2 separate regions of the Mus musculus genome follow, and region 1 is linked to region 2. The links are chromatin contacts, called in public Micro-C maps. All regions are on one chromosome and are shown on one strand. The core of a region is the stretch at or near the end of the contact, and the rest is flanking DNA. Distances in the headings are between cores, read along the strand shown.

Region 1 (2,972 bases), core at 293-2,792, 190 kb before region 2:
GATTATTTATAACACCTAATTCTATAGAACTATAGGCTATAGGCTATACTGCATTGCTTTAGAAGGATGGCAAAAATCATCTGCAGATATTTAATGTACGTGTATAGATTTTTCCCCCAAATGTTTTTGCTCTGTGGTTACTTGAATCCATGGACATATGAAATCTTAAAGGAAACTAATAGTACCTTCATTTATTTTTTTAACATCTTTCACTTAGTTATTAAATATGCTTAATAATAAAATATTAGTGAATTAGTGCTTCCCTTTGTAACATTTCTCACATGTTTAATTGATTGATTTCTGCCCCCTCAGATTGGAGTGTGAACAATGACAGTTGTTCAATACCAACAACTGTTTTTTATAGTGAAGTATTGTTCCCTAGGTCATTGTTTTTAGCTTCAAGTGTACTTTAAAAGAGTGTTGATAATCATTTCTGTCTTTAAGCCTTTTTACCAATTGCCACAAAATGACCAATCAGAAAACAAACAAAGTAGCATATATACTGATTTGTAACTGAGTTTTTAAAAGACTTTACAAAAACAGAAGGTGCTTAAAGAAGAAGATCCTCTTATTAGGATGACAAAAGGTAACATGTTCAGTTAACAAAGTGCTGTCACCAATTCTGGTCACACACTTAATCAGAAAGACCAAATACGTGCTGTGTGTCTGTATCTGACTCAAGTCCAGGAAAACGGCAGCAAAAACATGGTCCAAAATTAAGTACCAGAAATTTCTCAGGTAGACATGCTTTTTAATTCTTCCTTCCCTGTCATTAAGTCACATAGACACACAAGCTTGCCTATAGCTCTTCATTTCCCAAGAGATGTACAGCCAGGGCAAACAAGGAAGGTGGTGAGTGTTCCTGGGGGGCGTGGAGGGGGGCTTACTGTGAAGATTGGGCCACCACAATGGATACATCACATGCATAATGCAAATGTCTTTAAGACAAAATAATGTAGCGAAGAAAACCCAGAACCACCGTTAAGCTCCAGTTCACGTAGAAAAGACACTAGATGGTGCTATGAACCAAGAAGTGTGTTATTTGCTAAGGTACTAAGGTACGCACGCCCGCATGCCCGGGCGGGGAGAGCCTCCTCTGCTTGTACCTCTCCCCTCTCCGTACCCTTTCCAGATCAGCACACCTCACTTGACTTGGGGGAGATATTTGCCAGTCATGGCTTATGAGCCAAATAAGAATTTATTTAACTAAATTTATATGTATTTCCAATATTTCCAAACAGAACTAGCCTTGAGTTTGTTAATGACAGTGAAGCAAGAAGAGATGTGAATTTTAGATCAGATGACCTCAAATATTTGGGGCAAAGTCCATGCCCAGTTGCAACTTGGCTCTTTATGGAAGGGAGACAGCTACTAAGAGTTTTATTTGGCAGCCATGTTTGTTCAGGAAACACATTCTTACAAATTCATTGGAGGTGAAATTGCCTTTATGAAGCCATTTTTCTTTTCTTTCCTAGCATTCTTTCTGAAGAGGTACCCTTGTGGAACTTGTTTCATCAGAGCATATCAGTCTGTCTCCTTCTTCCACTTCTGTTCACTGGAAGAAAGCCTTTTCCAAATGGTTTATGATAGCTCTGCTCAGGTTCACGGGAGTACAAAACAGTTTAGCAGTTAGCCACACGGGTAGAAAAGACACACAAGGTCCTCACTGAGAAAAATATAAGCTTGTAGAACATTTACAAGAACTGAAAGTGAGGCTGGTAAGATAGGTCAGCGGGGAAAGACACCTCCAAGCTTGACAACCTGAGTTTAATCCCAGACCCACATTGTAATTAGAAGGAGAAAATCAACCTAGACGTTGTCCTCTATCCAGCACCCAACTGCTGTGATTCATGCCTTGCCATAAGTAAATATTATAATTTTCTAAAAAAAAATCTAATATAATTTTATTATATCTAACTCCAGTACTTAAAAAATAAAATTAGTGTAGACCCTTAAGAATCAGCTGTTTAAACATAATTTAGAAGATTTCATTTTTAGTCTACATTTGAATTTTAGGAACTTCAAGTAAAGTCTTATCAGTAATTGTAAAAAAAAAAAAAATCCGAACATATAACTTAGTAATTGTCCTCATAGGACATATTAAAGTTGGTTTTTGAGTAAACCATTGTAGAACTTTGAGGCTTTACTTTCATTTTGACAGCTCTGAAAAGCTTAAAGATTTGGAGGATCTGAGCATAGCAGCTATATTTGATTAGTGAAGACCGTAACCTGGTAATTGGATGTTCTCAGATTAGCCTGGTATCCTTTCAAAGACCACCCAGTACAGTATATTCAGATGAAGAAATTACCCACTCCAGAGGAGAGGACAGCAATCTGAACGTGTTGTCTCTTCTAGAATCTACCTGCTTTATATGAATAATATTTGAATAGTATCAGAATTGCTTTGGCTTTGGCTTTACTACAGAGAACCAACCCAGGAATTTACCTGTTCCCCAAAAAAGAAATAGGACAGGAGACACCAGGGACTGCCACCAGGGGTCGGCACAGCCAAAGACTACAGCAAGCCCAGGGAAAAATAGCCATGAATGATAATCTGCCAGCACGAACCAAGCCATTTCATTTTCTCAGAGGCTGGGAGCGCTGTCGGACCAGGAACTGTGTTGCCAGTGGGTTTCTCTAGGAATAGAGCAGTAGAAATAGGGAGGGCTCGGTGTCTTACAAGGCTCTTTTCTGTCTAAACGCTTAGGAAGTAGCTCTGCATGGAGCAAAACTTGGTTCTTTTAGTCAGTGAATGGACCTCTCTCTCTCTCTCTCACACACACACACACTCTTTAGTATAGTGAACTTTGCGTTTCACCCTGTGTTGCTTCCAAAATGATCTGTCATCATAGAAATGCTTACTTTTGAGTAGAAGCATGGGTAATTCTTAATGGTTCATTGTTAACAAAATAATTGTTTGGGGGACAAAATAATTTAAATATGTTAATTAACCCTGAATGTAGATGTGTCAG
Region 2 (2,885 bases), core at 54-2,553:
GCTTGAGCCGTCTTTGTTCATATCTCGAGCATGCCTTCACAGATGCACCAGGAAGTGTTCATCATTAATCTAAATGATTCTAAATCGAGTCAAGCTAACAATTACATCACCACAGTATGCGTCTCAAGTCAGAAAACACCTTTGACTTCTTTTGTAATTCTTTCTACTCACTGCACCTGACTCTCAAGCAACACCGGACAACTACTGAATTGCTTTTTAACATAAATGTTAGTTTGCATTTGCTAGAGTTTTCATAAACCACATATTGCAACCTCTTAGTTGATTTCATCAAGGGAATGCAATTACTTACTATGTTGGTGCAAATATTAGGGTTTTTTCCTTTCTTTTTTTAGTATCCATGATATGCACATAACACAGTGGACTTTTTGGTTGTTGTTTTTAATCCATGCACATTTGAAGGATATTTGGGGTTTTCTAGCTTACAAACATAATTGGTAAACACAGAGCTGAACGGTTAGTGGTAATTTAGGTGCCTATTCAAAAAACGCACAAACCCAACTAGGGGTTAAACTTTTTTTCACAGAGAAATGACATTAAAACGCTTATAGCACACGGGTCGGCATCATATACTCCAAGTGGATGTTCATCTTCCTCATAACTCTCTGGGTTGGTCTCACGGTGAAGTTAGTCTGGATAACGAGATGGCAGGCTCTAAACAGTGCTGAGGGTGTGTGTGTGTTTGGGGTGAAGAGAGTCCTGTGCACTGCGCTGTGAATTGATACACCTTTGCATTTCGTTTTCCCCTACAGCCACCCCAGAGACAGAAGATGCCCTTCTACTACAGCCACGGAGAGTAATGAAGCCCTCTGACAGCTCACCGAAGCTCAGATTTGCTCCCTTGGGATTTGAGCCCAGATCTGTTAACATCCCGTCATTTTCTGTCATACTCACTCATGAGTTGGTCAGTGTCACTGGCCAGTGTGGTGAGCAGCCAGCTCTTAGAATCTCAGACTGCATTCTGAGCTAGGTTTTTGAGATAGGCAGGCTCCACCTGCTCTGACCAGCAGAGGTCAGGAGTGTCCATAGGAGCAGCTAGAGGGTTCTGGGCTTCCCCACAGTCCCTGTGGGCCTGGCATTAACAGTGTTTATACAAGAACTGGTTTCAGTAGGCCCAGTTGTTGAGTTCTTAAGGTCAATTTCAAAAGCAAGGTTTTAATTTCAAAACTAACCCACAAGTAAAGGACTCTCACAAAGCATATTTAACTAGGTGGTAAGCCTGTGCCTGGCCTTAAAAGGCCGCGCTGCATTCCCAAGCTCCCTTTAAGACCAGTGAAATCGGCTTCCCTATCTTGCCTTCTGTTGCCACTAGGGGGCGAGCGCCTCTCAGATTTTCCCCGGCGCTCGGCCAGGGACTCTATCCTTCTGTGGAAAAAAGTTTGAGTTTTGGTAGGTACCCTTGCAAGGAATTCCAACCTAGATGTTAGAAATTTTCAGTCTATTGATTTGCTGAAAAAGCTCAGGTTTGAGAGTCTTTTTCGTATTTTAACAGTGAGTTTAGGTCCTTTAAAACTCATAACTTTGTTGTTGTTGTTGTTGTTGTTTTTTGTTTGTTTTTCTTTTTCGAGACAGGGTTTCCCTGTATAGCCCTGGCTGTCCTGGAACTCACTCACCAGGCTGGCCTCGAACTCAGAAATCCACCTACCTCTGCCTCCCGAGTCCTGGGATTAAAGGCGTGTGCCACCACGCCTGGCTTCATAACAACTTTTTAAAAATGATTTTATTCTTTCAAAATTTTATACATTTAAATAATGCATTTAATCATATCTATCTACTGATACCTCCCTCCACTCTCCCCAGAGGCCTTTACCCCATCACCCTACTCCTTTTTTTTTTTTTTTTTAAATTGACAAGCCCCGAGTCCTCTTAATGCTGTCCAAATGCAATGGGTGTGGGTCTGTAGTGGGTTCCTACCACAGTAGCCATCAACTTCTAATAACTCCTCCGCTAATGGGATCTTGGGGATGTCTTCCTCATTTATGCTGGAGTTTTTACTGGCTTACTCTTGTGCAGGTCTTGCACTGGTGTCCACAGGTGCTGTGAGCTGATGTGTTTGGCTGCCGTGTGTGGCGTATCCAGAAGCCAACATCTCCCAGCTCTGCCGACAACTCTTACATTCTCTCTGTTCACTCTTCTGTGCTGTTCCCTGAGCCTGGGACGGAGGAGGCTCAGGCAGGTGAGTGATTCATCCACAGCTGAGCCTGAGAGTTCATCATCCTTGGCACTGGCAGGGGAGCCTGCATTCACTACTGCTCACTGCATAAACCAAGAAAGTGGAGAGCACTGCGGATCTACGCGGTTGGCGTTGTGGCCTCTTGGTTGATTTTTTTTTTTCCCTTTAATGAGTGTGGAGTGGCCTTCCTTATCTGACTATATTTGGTTTGATGTCATTTTGTCAAATATTAGAATAGCTGTGCCTGTATGTTTTTTAGTTGCATTTCCCTGGAGTTCCCTTTTCCATAAATAAATTGCTTTATCCTAATGGTACTGTTGTCCCCCCTACCCACCTGAGTCAGGGTTTCTCTGTGTAGCTCTGCCTGTCCTGAAGCTCTCTTTGTAGACCAGGATGGCCTCCAACTGGGATATCCTCCACCTTTTACCTCCTGAGCACTGCAATTAAGGGCGTGTGCCCCCACAGCCAGCTTGACACTGTTTTTACTTGACGGTAAGTTGTGTTTATTGGACTACAGTGTTCCTTCCAGTATCCTCTGCAGAGCTGGCTTTGTGATCATGTCTTCCTTTAATGTTTTTTTTTTTTCATAGAAAGTTTTAGAAAGTGTTTTATATTCTTTAATTAGATTATAAATTAGTGGACTTCTATAAGGCTTCTTCATGCATCCTTCTCCCCATCACCCTGTTCCCATCCC

What was found. Hi-C and Micro-C count contacts between places; a contact is called where the count stands out from the background.
Region 1: a contact with region 2 is called in a Micro-C map of the G1E-ER4 cell line, with 17 times the contacts expected there. The contact joins two enhancer-like sites. A contact is called at or near these places in 6 of 15 datasets of contacts at CTCF or cohesin (CD8 T cells, the G1E-ER4 cell line, embryonic stem cells and 1 more), 19 of 484 Hi-C or Micro-C datasets (the G1E-ER4 cell line, the HL-1 cell line, the HPC-7 cell line and 7 more), 7 of 115 datasets of contacts at active chromatin or transcription factors (the 230-238 cell line, Th17 cells, embryonic stem cells and 2 more) and 3 of 9 other capture datasets (adipose tissue, liver and pancreatic islet).

The regions. Positions count from the first base shown.
Region 1 is chr11:11,973,136-11,976,107 of GRCm38.p6, reverse strand. All of the region lies in intron 2 of Grb10 (growth factor receptor bound protein 10), which reads left to right. Among named protein-coding and RNA genes, the nearest start is that of Grb10, 63 kb to the left of the region's middle. Within about 2 kb of position 1,542, at least 81 of the 459 cell types and tissues checked have an H3K27ac peak or open chromatin away from gene starts, as enhancers often do. A contact at or near this core is called in the G1E-ER4 cell line, the HPC-7 cell line, Th17 cells and 2 more, where this site is marked.
Region 2 is chr11:11,787,044-11,789,928 of GRCm38.p6, reverse strand. No RefSeq gene overlaps it. Among named protein-coding and RNA genes, the nearest start is that of Fignl1, 20 kb to the left of the region's middle. Within about 2 kb of position 1,303, at least 85 of the 459 cell types and tissues checked have an H3K27ac peak or open chromatin away from gene starts, as enhancers often do. A contact at or near this core is called in the G1E-ER4 cell line, the HPC-7 cell line, Th17 cells and 2 more, where this site is marked.